3 separate regions of the Mus musculus genome follow, and all the other regions are linked to region 3. A link is a contact called in public HiChIP or PLAC-seq and promoter capture Hi-C data. All regions are on one chromosome and are shown on one strand. Each heading gives the region's core, a stretch centred on a gene start, on an enhancer-like site or on the middle of the called end of the contact. The rest is flanking DNA. Distances are from core to core; before and after follow the strand shown. Region 1 has its middle 3.9 kb from the start of Gm22434. Region 2 overlaps Fmo2 (flavin containing monooxygenase 2). Region 3 holds the start of Kifap3 (kinesin-associated protein 3).

Region 1 (4,226 bases), core at 498-2,997, 670 kb before region 3:
AATTCCATTCTTCTTTATGGATGAATTGTACTACACACTTTCTATATATTCTATTTTTTTATCTTCTTTTCCCTTGATCGTACTTGATTGCACAGCCTCGCTGTGTGATTAGTACCGTTACAAACATGATCACCCAGTCTCCAGTTCTGTGAGCTCTGTTTCTTTCGTGAATTGTCATACCCCTACAAAATTCAGCTAACCTGTGATTATATCACTTGATGGTAATATAATAATCATTTTAAATGGGTAGACTTCTGCCTTGTTTTCTGAAAAGGCACATCTGAAACTCTTGGAAATTCCCAACTTATAAAAATGTATTTGCTCTTCTTCGTGGTGGGCGGCTGAAATCCAAGTAAGGTACCTAGTGATATATTCCCAGTGTCAGCTGCCAAATGAGTCCTGGGCATCCAAGAAAGACTGAGCCTGTGGTCAGAGATGGAAACTATGAGCCAGCTGGTATCAGCTAGCTTTGTGGGAATGTAAGGAAGGATAAGGATAATATCTGACCACAAGAGGAATGACTCCATAAGCCATACCTCTGGAATGAAAATTCTGAATAGTGATGCTAGGGTGAGCACACTGAGGGACCAAGAAATTGACAAATCCTGAGAACAAAGAAACTTCACATTTTGGACCCCAGCAACCCCTACCCTGACTGTCTCTCTTTGGTTGTTCTCTAGAGTGAGGTCACATGTGGGGAACTCTACCCTTTCCGGTGACATTGTGAGTGACTATCTCCAGCTGCACTGGACCTCACGTGTGTTTATATATTAGGATTTCAGATGTTTGGTTTTAGATTATGTCATGATTAAATGGCAGTCACTAAATGCCTAGTAATATCACTGTATGATAAAACATTCACTTAAGGATTGCTATTCTGCCAGGTGGCAGTGATGCATGCTTTTAACCTCAGCACTCAGAGAGGCAGGTAGATCTCTGTGTGTTTGAGGTCAGCCTGATCTACAGAGCAAGTTCCAGGACAGCTAGGGATACATGGAGAAACCCTGTCTCAAAACACACACACACGCACACACACACACACACACACACACACACACACACACACACACACACACACACACCACACCACACCATACAAAGTACTGCCATTCTGAGCCACCTACTACAAGGTTCTTCATGAGTTTTGCATCTCATGCTTTAATGCATGTTGATAGCTGTTGATTACCGCCATTAGCTTATTAGAGTTTGTAAGGTGGTGATTTCTAACTCTATTTTTGCTTTCCCATCCACCTAGCTACAATTCTGATTCAATAATTGCCCTCTGCCAACTATTTAGTTCCAGATAAAGCTGACACATCTTTCTGCCTGTGTTAATTATGAGGCTGACAAATGTGTCTTACCTTTGCTTTCTGAAGTAAGGCACAGTCTAAATTAGCAACAGTAGATGCATGTATTTAATTTGGAGAGTGACAAGAGAGTGGAGAGCATGCTGAAACACTGGAATTTACATGTCACTCTTTCAGCAACTCATTAGCTACCTTAACACATGAAATGCGGTTAGCTCGGTTCCCATATTAAGCCTTTACGCATCTGCTCTGACTTGGATGCAATTGTTTATTCATATATTCAAGAATGTGTACTGAGACCTCGCTGTGTGCAAGGTGTTCTGCTGATCAGCAGCTATGTGGGTCCCCAGTAAAGTGGAACAGCCTGCTATCCCTGAGCTGCCAGTGTGGTGGAGAGAGGGTAAGCACACACTTACACAAACGCTGTGGGTCTGTTATACATTATCATCTGTGTATCATTAGTCATGTTTACTTAATCCATACGTCATTCATGCATCATGGTTCTCGGGGAAAGCACATAACAGAAATTTCTGAGACGTTTGTCATGGGCTTTTGTTTCTTCAGAAAAATCTGTGTCCAGACCCTCAGGCAGCCAGCATTAGTTGCTCATGAAACACAAAGGGTAAACAGTTAGCAAAACTGCAGCCGCCTTGCAAGAACTAGCTAGAGAATGGCTGCTTTTTCTACTCTACGATCACTATCCCTCATCAAAGCAGGTTGTGGTTAGCAAATGGTACTGGGCCATCATTGACGTGCTTATGGAGACAGTGGAAAGTTTATGTGCCAAAGTCTCAGTGACTGCCATGCTCTCTTCCTAGCCTTCTGTGCTAGGTGAGAAGCCAAAGTTGACAATGTAAGGTATAGAAATGTAGAATATGAAAACTTTCTTAGCTATTTAACCATGACTTTGCTGAGTCCATATAGTTCGGCAACATTCTTAGCTTTTAGATAGAACCCATATGGTTGGGAGTGTGTGTCAACATATTTATATTGCATTATTGAGGATAATACATAAGGATTTTAAAAGAAAATCAAGAGGGTACAATCTAAGAAATAATAAGTAGAAGTCTAATTCTCACCTCCAACAGTTCCCTTAATGTGGCCAAGCTTTCCTCTGGCTGGCCAGACATCTCTCTCCTCTCCCCATTTAATTTTTAGCCCTTGGCAGATTCTCTTATTTTAAGATGATTTTTGACTGTTCTTTGTGGGAAACCCATTGTTACATTTCTAGGGTGTAAAAACAATGCCTGACATTGGTATTGAATGTGTACTTCTAATTAAGTAAATATGGTCACAAAAGTTTAAGTAAATGATGTTTAATTTTATATTCAATTACCTACACTATGCCTATGTAAAACATGTTCTTTCTGATTCATACATAGAACATGTTACTCACCCCAAGGATATCTCCCCATCAGCCAGTCAACGTTGCTTACTCATTGGTGCACCTGGGGAAACATTGTCCCAATTAGTTTCCACATAGATTAGAATTTTTTTCAATTTTTATTAGATATTTTCTTCATTTACATTTAAAATGCTATCCTGAAAGTCCCCTATACCCTCCCCCCGCCCTGCTCCCCTACCCACCCACTCCTACTTCTTGGCCCTGGTGTTGCCCTGTACTGGGACATATAAAGTTTGTAAGACCAAGGGGCTCTCTTCCCAATGATGGCCGGCTAGGCCATCTTCTGCTACATATGCAGCTAGAGACACGAGCTCCGGAGGTACTGGTTAGTTCATATTGTTGTTCATCCTATAGGGTTGCAGACCCCTTCAACTCCTTGGGTACTTTCTCTAGCTCCTCTATTGGCGGCCCTGTATTCCATCCAATAGATGACTGTGAGCATCCACTTCTGTATTTGCCAGGCACTGGCATAGTCTCCCATGAGACAGCTAGACGAGGGTTCTTTCAGCAAAATCTTGCTAGCATAAGATGTTTTAACTGTTACAGTATTGGGATGAAAACTGAACCCCAGGAAATGGAATTACATGCTGTGAACTCTTTTCTATCTGGCTTCTTGAATGCCTTGAATGTTTCAGATGCTGTTGCTTACAGTGTCTCATTGTATAGATAGATGTTCCCCAGGGTGCTCACTCCTCTGTTGATGTGCATTTGGGGCCAGTATTTAGGTTTGTAACTGTTACAAGCAAAGCTGTCTTGAACATTCTTTATATCTCCAGTAAACACCTAAGTACTGAATTGCTAGACCAAAAGTGGCTGAATGTTTGACTTTGAGAAAGACAGTTTCCAAAGTGATTTTACCATACAATATTCCTGCTGGAAATTTATGAGAAATTATATTGTTGTGTATTCTCATGGATGACTGATGTTGTCAGTTTCTAGGTTTCAACCATTCTAGTGTATGTAAATTAGTTTCTCATAGTGCTTCGAATGTGCTTTTATTTAGCAACAATGATATAATATACTTTCTCATATGCAAAATGGCCATTAGTATGGCATTAGTTATGAAAAATTTTCAATTTGTTTCTGTATTTGTTAATATAAAATATACTACCTGCATATATAATATATAAAATATTATAAATATATAACACATACAACATACATAATAAATATGTATATATAGTATATGTATATGTCTATATATTATTTTCTCCCAATCTATAGTTGTTTTTCCTTTTCTTCTTTTCATTTTTTTCTATTAGAATTACATATAATTCACAATGATAAACACAGAAATACTTTATGGGGACTTAAAATACATATAATCAGTTTTCAAAACATTAGACATTATAATTTATGTGGTAGGAGCATCATATATAATCCTTAAGGTGGTAGGAATATTTGAGTCAGTCTATAGGGAAATAAAACTTGAATAATCTATATAGATTCTCAACATCTCATCTATGATAATTTTAGTTTTCATACAACTAACTAAGAGTGAAATATTAAAGTAT
Region 2 (4,247 bases), core at 1,337-3,836, 890 kb before region 3:
TTAGCATCCCTATCTATTTAACACCAGTCTTTGTGAACCAGCTGTCTTCCCAAAACCTTAGGGAGGCTTTATTGACCTTCTACTTTTTAAGGACTAATAAATCCTGGGACATTAGATACAAAAAATAAAGTTAAATGATTGCTTTTAGTAGTAGGAAGGCTTTACATCTTGATATACATGGGTCGTTATTTTGTGCTCTATTCCCCAAGTGATGAAGGTGATCATATGATCAAATGCCATTTTTTTTTTTTTTTGTTAACTTGACATACACTCAGACACCTGGAAAGAAAGAACTTTCACAGAGGAATTGGCATTTGGGCATATCTGTAGGGCCTTTTCTTGATTGCTGATTGATGTACAGGGACTCAGCCCATTGTGGATGATGTCATAAGAGAGCAAGTTGAGCAAGCCAGTATAGCATTTTTCTATGGTTTCTGCATCAGTTTCTGACTCCAGGATCCTGATTTGAGCTTCTGCTTGGCTTCCCTTGATGATGGATAGTAACCTATAGGTAGAAATGAATTCTCTCCTCCCCAAGAAGGTTTTGGTCGGTGTTGGCGTTTTATCAGAGAAACAGGAAACAAACCAAAACACCAACTGATCCTTAAACCTGATTTTTAATGTATGCAATTGTGCCTTGGTAAAAGTCCCATAGAGTACATGTTATGACTGAGTTAATATTTTCTTCTAAAGTCCTGCTCTGTACAATATCCTTAATAATAAATGTAAATTTATGTAAGTAGCTAAGACTGAAGATCAGAGCTTATAAATCAACTTATGACCAGAGAGGTTTTTATTAGAAAATTTAAATAATGGTACCCAAGAACTCTTCAGCAGATGCTTCTGTGTTCACAAAGACTAAGCTATTAATCCAGAAAAATAGTAATTGCTATTTGACTATGAATTAAGGTGGCTGTAAAGATGGTGGTTTGTAGAAACTCATTAACTGAAAGAGAGATTACGTAGTCTTGCTTGTATGGCACCATAATCTCTTATGCAGAGAAGTTTAAAAAGAAAACTTAAACACTCACTTGCAATCCAACCAGCATTTTAAATCAAGTGTGCATGTTTCTTTCTTGTAATTTTTGTTAATAGAAAATTATTCCTTGCCTTCTAAGCTTTTCAGTTCCTTAGTTTTTTGGCACCATTGAAAGTGGTCATCTGAGATGGGTGTGGCACCAGGTGTGAACTACAGAATGAACATTAAGCCAGCCATAGGTAGAGAGCAAGACTCCATCTCAAAAACTGTATACATAAAGAGATAAAACAAGAGGTGAAAGAGGTAACCAGGACTAGAAGAAGATAAGCTTAGTCTTTGGAGTTAGATGAGGTCACCAACACATCTGTTTCTCTTTAAAGAGAAAAGTCTAGACCAGTCTGTGCCTCTCGCCTGTGAGACAATGATGTGAGAGGTGTTCCATAGTCGGGTCCATTTTTCTGAAGGATGCCGTTAATCCTCAACTTTGATACTGTTAGAGCTCACTGTGGCATTGAAGGTTAATTAGGATATATCAGTTACTCTGCTGATAGAAAAAGAACTGGTACAGCAACTCACTACTACACATAGATGTTCTGCAAGAGAGGTTGTACTTGATCTAGGTGAGTTAAAAAAAAGGGCAAGCTTATGTGACTCATTGTTCACGAGTAAAAGTTCTCAACATAAGGGGCCAGTGAGGGCCTTAGTATCAGCATCGTCTTCAGTGTCTACTCACTGTCAGGGTAGGTTATTCAAGAGAAGTATTCAGAATTCTTGCTAAATGTAGATTACTTTATAAATATCCTCCTCCCTTACCCCCTCATCTTCTTTCTTCTTTCTCATTTATTTGTTGTTCATTTTCTATTCTCATACACCTATAATAGGAGTTTCTCCATGAGCTGTGCTTTTATTTTTCTTGGACTAGAATCTTAACTTGGTTAGAAACCCTGTCCCAGTTGCTGGTGGCGTGGACTAAGAGGTCCAGGGCAGACTATGAAGCTTTTAGATGGTCTCTAGGCAGCATTTATAGTGATCCCATAGTGATCCCATCGTGAACTACCTGTACATGTATAGAATTCAGAAATGTGTCATAGTAGAATGAAGTGTTGTCTGACTTACACAAAGGGATACAATGATTTGAACTTTATTTTCAAACATCAGCTTCAAATTGCATAATACTACACTCATATAATTATATAAACCTTTTTTTTTTCCTGGTTGTTTGGTAATTGAACACAATGTTCTTGGCAAGACTGAATACTTGGGGCTTCTTAGCCACCCACAGTCTTAAAATAGGAAATATTTCATTAAGCAAAGAAATGTGTTTCTCCCCTGCTCCCCCTTCACCTCTCAAGACGACATAATTTTGAGTAGTGCAGAGTAAACAGTAAGGATCCTGTGAAGACACCGTTGGGGCTGATCCCACTGCCTCTCATCATGCCTCTACCGAGACAGACCAGTTACACAATCCAGTTTCTTCATGTTTCCACGTAAAGTGGGATTGGTCAATAATGCAAACATTAAACAGTTGTTTCGAGGTTTACAGAGATTAGATAAAGTGCCCAATGTCTGCCTCCAAATTATGTGGCCAGTCAATGTTTGCCTCTCTCACAATTGTTAACAGACCACGAGAGTGAACCTTGCCAAGGCAGAAACACATTAGTCATTTAAACTGAGAGGGTTTGTTGCATAGTAGCCAAAACATTAGGACTTTCCTAAGAATCCACACATTGCATAGAACTTTGATCAGAATCTCTGTCGGGTACAGTTTTAAAGGAGGGTTCCAGGGGGAGAAGACCTCATTCTGATTTTTGGGGTCTAACACAGATTTTAAGGCCAGGCTGAAATGGTTTTTGGAAGGTTCAGTTGTATAGATTAGCACCAAACAGCAATGGCAGTGCTGTCTTCTAAGGAGAAAGCAATTATCTTTCCTGTAGCCTTGACTGCTAGAAGCAGGTTCTTTTTTTTTTTTTTGACAAAAGCAATGTCTGGCTGGGAGCAGTAGCATGTTTAGAATTTCTAAAGCCCTGTGACTCCTCTGCAAGGAGAACTCCCTGCCCTACCCCTCATCTTCCCACCACTGCACACTCCCCACTCCCTGCCATCAAATTCTTTTATTTATTTATTTATTTATTTATTTATTTATTTATTGAGACAGGGTTTCTCTGTGTGGCCCTGGCTGTCCTAGAACTCACTTTGTAGACCAGGCTGGCCTCCAACTCAGAAATCCGCCTGCCTCTGCCTCCCGAGTGCAGGGATTAAAGTCGTGCGCCACCACGCCCAGCCCCAACAAATTCTTTATACGTGCTTCTTCACACATTTTGTTGACTGAAGTAAAAGTCTTTGTGTTTGGGTAATTTTTTTTTTAGGTTAAAATTGGCACAATTTTCATAGTCGTGAAAGGACACTGATTAATACTGACTTAATAAACAGGTGCGTATCAAATGCTTATCTTGGCCAGGCTGGAGCTGGGGGTTGGGGACAGGAAGTAAACAATACAAGAATACTTTCTGTCCTAAAACCCAACCCAAAACCTATGGGGCCAGCACCTGGTCCTGTTCTCTCACAGCTGAGCTGAATCAAACTACTAGCTAGCTACAATGGGTGGAGCTATGACCTCACTTGAGAAGCAGTGGGTGATAATCCTTTTACAGGCTTGTCTTCTTGTCAGGCAGGTACCCCATGGAGTTGATTCAACACCATGTACTCTCTGCACTATTTCTGATACTCTCTATGCTGACAGCTGTGTAGTAGATCCCAAATGAATGCAAAATGACATATTAAAAAAAAAGAATACTTTCTGTCTTTGTAGAGCTTATTACTATATTGAATTCAAGTGCATCTGGCTCATGGAGCTGTAAAAGTGATAATGGAGAGAGGGAGACCTTCCTCTCTGCTAGGTCTAGAATGCATCAAGCACTCAGTGAGCACGTTTGTTGAAAGACTAAAAGAGTGAGTGGTGTCAATCACTAGGCTTCCTTCGTCTTTACAATAGGAGCTTGACTGTATTGGGTAACCACCAAGTAGCATAATGGATAAAAAATAAAATAGACTTTCCAATAGCATACTATAAATGTCATTGTATTTTATGCACTAAACTGTTCTTTTTGGTTTTGTCTTCTTTGAGGACCTGGGACTAAGCTCAGGTACTTATACCTCTAAGCACATACATGTGCTTCACCAGGAATATCTACTACTACATAGTATATACTAGTATATATTCCTAGTCTGTTTTTAAGATCTTTATTTCGAAACAGGGTCTCACTAAGTT
Region 3 (4,244 bases), core at 288-2,787:
GATCTTTTAAGTTTAGGTATATGAAGGCTTTATATTAAAAAGATATTTTTAGTTATTTTGCTGTGCGTGTGTGTGTGTGTGTGTGTGTGTGTGTGTGTGTGTGTGTGTGTGTGTGCGTGTGTGTGGTGTGTCACCAGACACATGTGTAAGTCAGAGGACAACTTGCAGATGTAGCTTCCTCTCCTCCCATGGTGTGGGTCCCAGAGATAGAACTCACATTCTCAGAGGTGGAGGCAGGCTTCGTTGCCAGCCTTTACAGAAGTTTTAAAGCAGTGGTTCTCAACCTTCCTAACACTATGACCCTTTAATAAGTTTCTCACGTTGTGGTGACCCCCAACCATAAAATGATTTTGGTTGCCACTTCGTAACTACTGTACTTTTGTTACTGTTATGACTCTTGATGTAAATATTCGTGTTTTCCAATGACTTTAGAGACCTTCGTGAAAGGGTCCTTCCACCCACAGAGAGGTCATGACTCACAAGTTGAGAACCACTGCTTTAAAGTAGTGTGCCTTGCTTTTATTGTTAAAGATGTTGTGAACGATAATTTGTGCATTTTTTGCCTTGGTTTGAATAATCAATATTTGAAATAGAAAGTCCAGTTAGGAAGAATCCCATGTGTGAACCGATTAGACTAATCATCAGAGTGTGGATGGAGAGAAAAAGCTGCAGATAATGACTACCTTAACGATAAGACAGAACTTTGTGACAGTTTGTTAAGAAGACTTTGATAAATATGGAGAATGTAGTTTGCCTGGAATTCCTTATTGATAAATTGAAAGAATAGTTACAACTTTATCAGAAATAAATTTAATTGGTGTGAGTTGGTAGGGGCATAAAACATCTCTTTAATGTCTCTCTGCATGACATTTTATGCATAAAAATCTATCACTATTAACTCTTTTGAAGGAATGGCTAACAATGTGATACCAGAAGACGGTGATGGACAGGTTAAAGGATCTCAAAGCAGAGCAGACAGCTTGCTTTGGCTAAAAAGCGGCTCTTTTCTCTCTCCAAATTGTCAGCAATTATTTGCCTTAGAAGAAACAATTTCTCAAGAATCTTGAGTTAAAGTTAATCAGTGGACGATTTGGAAGTTCAGAAGTTGGCTTGTTATAATGGAAGGGAGTGTTTTCTACTTTGGGATTTTAAATGCCACTTTCAAAGTTGATCCAATCCACATCACAGACTATTTCCACCAGCTAGAATTCAGTGCAATCAATGCAGAACCTTTTACATGTTCCAAAATAGAAGCTCCACCAAAGAAGTTGTTGTCAAAGGCTAGTCTGATCACCATCATTAGTTAGCTAGAAGGTTCACTGGTTACCTTGTCTCCTTTCACGCTAAGGACTTTACGTTCCAATTTTGCAGCTTGCAATGCTTCTTCCTTTCCCATCCTCCAGGGGGCAGTGACCAGGAATATGCCTCTAAATCACAGGCTCCCAGATCAGTACCAAACCCTTCCTGCGCTGTTCCTGGGAGCGTCAGATTTGTCGCAGGAGCCTCACCCTGAGCCTGCGCAGACTGTAGCTGTCGCGTGAGCGCATGCGCCTTGCGGAGAGTTCGGCCCTGACGGCTCTGGGCGGGTCTGGGCTGCTCCAGTGTTTTGGGGCCCAGGAGCAGTGGGAGGAGCCGGCGGGTTCACCGTGGTAACCGCTGCGCCGCCGCCGCCGCCACCGCCACCGCCACCGCCGCCCCGCCTTGCAGGCCTTGGGACTGTCACCGCTCTGCTTTGAGGGTACTTTGGCCGGGTCTCCGGAAGTAGCCCTCCCAGATTCTCAGACACTCCCATTCTCCCCACGCCGCTGCCGCCGCCGCCGCCGCCATGCAAGGCGAGGACGCCAGATACCTCAAAAGGTGATGACCCGGGCTCCGCCCTGAGCAGGTCCTTAGGTGTTTCCCGGCTGACCATGGGATGTCCAGGGGCAGAGCTAGACACGAGAAGGGGTGGGACGCAGGGAAGGAAAGAAAGAGGAGAAAATGATGGGGTGGAATAAAGGATGGGCCCTGCGGGGGCGCGAGGTCCTCTTTGGCTTGGAGGTGTCCTGACAGCATCTGATGATGTCCTTGCTACATTAATCTATAACCTCATTAAGAGGCAGGTTAGGCGAGATAAATCCCATATTTCCTAGGTTTTGTTTTTTGTTCTGCCCCACTCTCCTGGATTCCTCAATAGATAAATCCCATGGAAGCTTGGAAATGAATTCTGTCACATCACCAATTTGTGTTCAGTTTGAGATTCATAAATCATGGTGGGGTGTGTGGAATAAAGACGGACGTGGTGGTTTTTGCTTTATGCAAGACTGGATTGAGATGTTCAGTCAGCTGGTCTTGGTCCACTTTACTCACTTGACGGTCACATACACTGTATAATTTCTGTAGGAAGTTCATTATTATTAAGACCTTGGCATGCGAAAGCCTACTATTTTTTTTTTTTACATATGTATGATATCAGCTACACCAAGAAAAAGGAAATTTTGTGAGATTCCTTAATGTCTGTAGAAAAATAAGACCACCCATGGTTAGAAAAATATACCTCTCACTGAACCAACTGTGAGGGAGCAGTGAATAAATCTTTTAAAATGCTAATGTAGAGTCTCTATTTTTCGTTAAAGCTCTGTTGCTAATCCACTGCAAAGAGCACATAGATTTGGTTTTTTGGACATAATTACTTCATTTGAAAATGAGAGATAATACTTTCTGAAGGACATAAGGACAAAGTATGAAAATACTTTTGAGAGAAAAACCATGCATGTTAGGTGGTGACATTAAGTCCTAATAAAATTTGTTAAGTGTATTTTCCCTTACTTGATAGGGTTCTAGCCATATCTTGCAAGAAATTAGAAATAATCTTGCAAGTGGTAGTGGATTCTTGAACATAGTCAAATAGTTGTAAGATAAATCAACTATACTGCTTGTACAAGACAAGGGAACACAGTGCTTTGTCTTTTTCATTTTATATCTTTAACGAAAAGGCAAATGAGAAGACTTTCAGTAGAGATTTGTAAAAAGGAATATGTAATAAAAACAAATACATGGTCAGAGTACTCATTCTAACGTCATTTTGTTACCATATACACATGTGCCCATTCCCATACTCCTGTACACACACTCTTTATCTGTCAAATACAGTACACTTTCTAATTTCAACTTTAAACCGAAGGTTGTTTTAAAGAACATGCTGCCATTGTAGCATTTGCTGATTTTCATATACTATGGGTGTGTCAGATGTGGTTTTATTTAGAGTCATTGTACTAGTGTGGACCCTCTTAAAACCACATCATCTAGAAAACAATCAATACAACTGATCTACTTACTCACTGTGATGTTTTAGTCATAATCTGGAAAAAGATTTTAAAAACATTGTTCAATTTTGTCTAAGTTTGCATTGCCTTAGCATGTGTATATTTACATACACACATACATGATATATATTGCACATATATATTGCATGTGTATATATATATGTGTGTGTGTGTGTGTGTGTGTGTGTGTATGAGACATACAGACATAATGGAAAAGGCATGAACTTGCTGGATTTGATATATATGATACTTTGTTCAGTTTTTTTCACAGTGTATAATTATGTTTCACTTTTGTTATATTGTGCTATACTATATATAGTGTGCTATAACACTTTATTCCTTTGTTGTAACTACTGAATAATATTTATTGCATGGATATATTATAAGCTGTTCGTGACCGAGTGTTGATAGGTATTCAGGGGGTTTGTGCCTATTGCCTGTTAGGAATAACTTGACAATCAACATGACAAGGTTTTGTTGAACACTTCTCTCTCTTCAGTCATATAAGCTTGGCATACAGGAACATGAAGAAATTCCCTGTTAGACTCATTGAAGAACCAGCAGGGAGGTTTCCTCAGTTCTGTACCTTATATGTTCCCCCGTATGTATGAGGGCTCCAGTTATTCCCACACTTTGCCTGTTATTTTCTCTTTGTGTTTCATGTGTTTGCTCTGTAATTGTAGCTATTCTAAGGGCTGTAAAGTAGTGTCTTATTCTGTTTTGATTTGCATTTCCTAATTACGAAGTAAATTGAGCTCCTTTCATCCTCTTTGGTCATTTGTCTTTCTTTTTTAGGAAAAAGTGGTTACTGAAATATATATATATATATATATATACATATATATATGTATATATATATATGTATATATATATGTGTGTGTGTATATATATATATATATATATATGGCATTATTAAATATGCAATTTACAAACATTTGT

Evidence for each region. Promoter capture Hi-C pulls out the DNA fragments that hold promoters and counts their contacts. HiChIP or PLAC-seq counts read pairs in DNA pulled down with a chosen protein or histone mark.
Region 1: a contact with region 3 is called in a FOXA1 HiChIP or PLAC-seq map of pancreatic cancer cells. The contact joins the enhancer-like site here to the promoter of Kifap3 in region 3. A contact is called at or near these places in 3 of 39 promoter capture datasets (cranial neural crest, frontonasal cranial neural crest and second pharyngeal arch cranial neural crest) and 1 of 115 datasets of contacts at active chromatin or transcription factors (pancreatic cancer cells).
Region 2: a promoter capture Hi-C map of liver shows a contact between it and region 3, with 3 times the contacts expected there. The contact joins the enhancer-like site here to the promoter of Kifap3 in region 3. A contact is called at or near these places in 7 of 39 promoter capture datasets (the 3T3-L1 cell line, the C10 cell line, embryonic stem cells and 3 more).

The regions. Positions count from the first base shown.
Region 1 is chr1:163,112,249-163,116,474 of GRCm38.p6, forward strand. No RefSeq gene overlaps it. Among named protein-coding and RNA genes, the nearest start is that of Gm22434, 3.9 kb to the right of the region's middle. Within about 2 kb of position 1,748, at least 31 of the 459 cell types and tissues checked have an H3K27ac peak or open chromatin away from gene starts, as enhancers often do. A contact at or near this core is called in pancreatic cancer cells, where this site is marked.
Region 2 is chr1:162,889,780-162,894,026 of GRCm38.p6, forward strand. The region is part of intron 2 of Fmo2 (flavin containing monooxygenase 2); the gene reads right to left. Among named protein-coding and RNA genes, the nearest start is that of Fmo2, 6.9 kb to the right of the region's middle. Within about 2 kb of position 2,587, at least 39 of the 459 cell types and tissues checked have an H3K27ac peak or open chromatin away from gene starts, as enhancers often do. A contact at or near this core is called in liver, where this site is marked.
Region 3 is chr1:163,778,046-163,782,289 of GRCm38.p6, forward strand. It overlaps Kifap3 (kinesin-associated protein 3), which reads left to right and starts at 1,538. Exons shown (of 20, transcript NM_001305643.1): 1 at 1,538-1,857. The coding sequence starts at 1,826. Gm51663 (predicted gene, 51663) reads right to left here and starts at 1,495. Exons shown (of 2, transcript NR_165475.1): 1 at 1,328-1,495.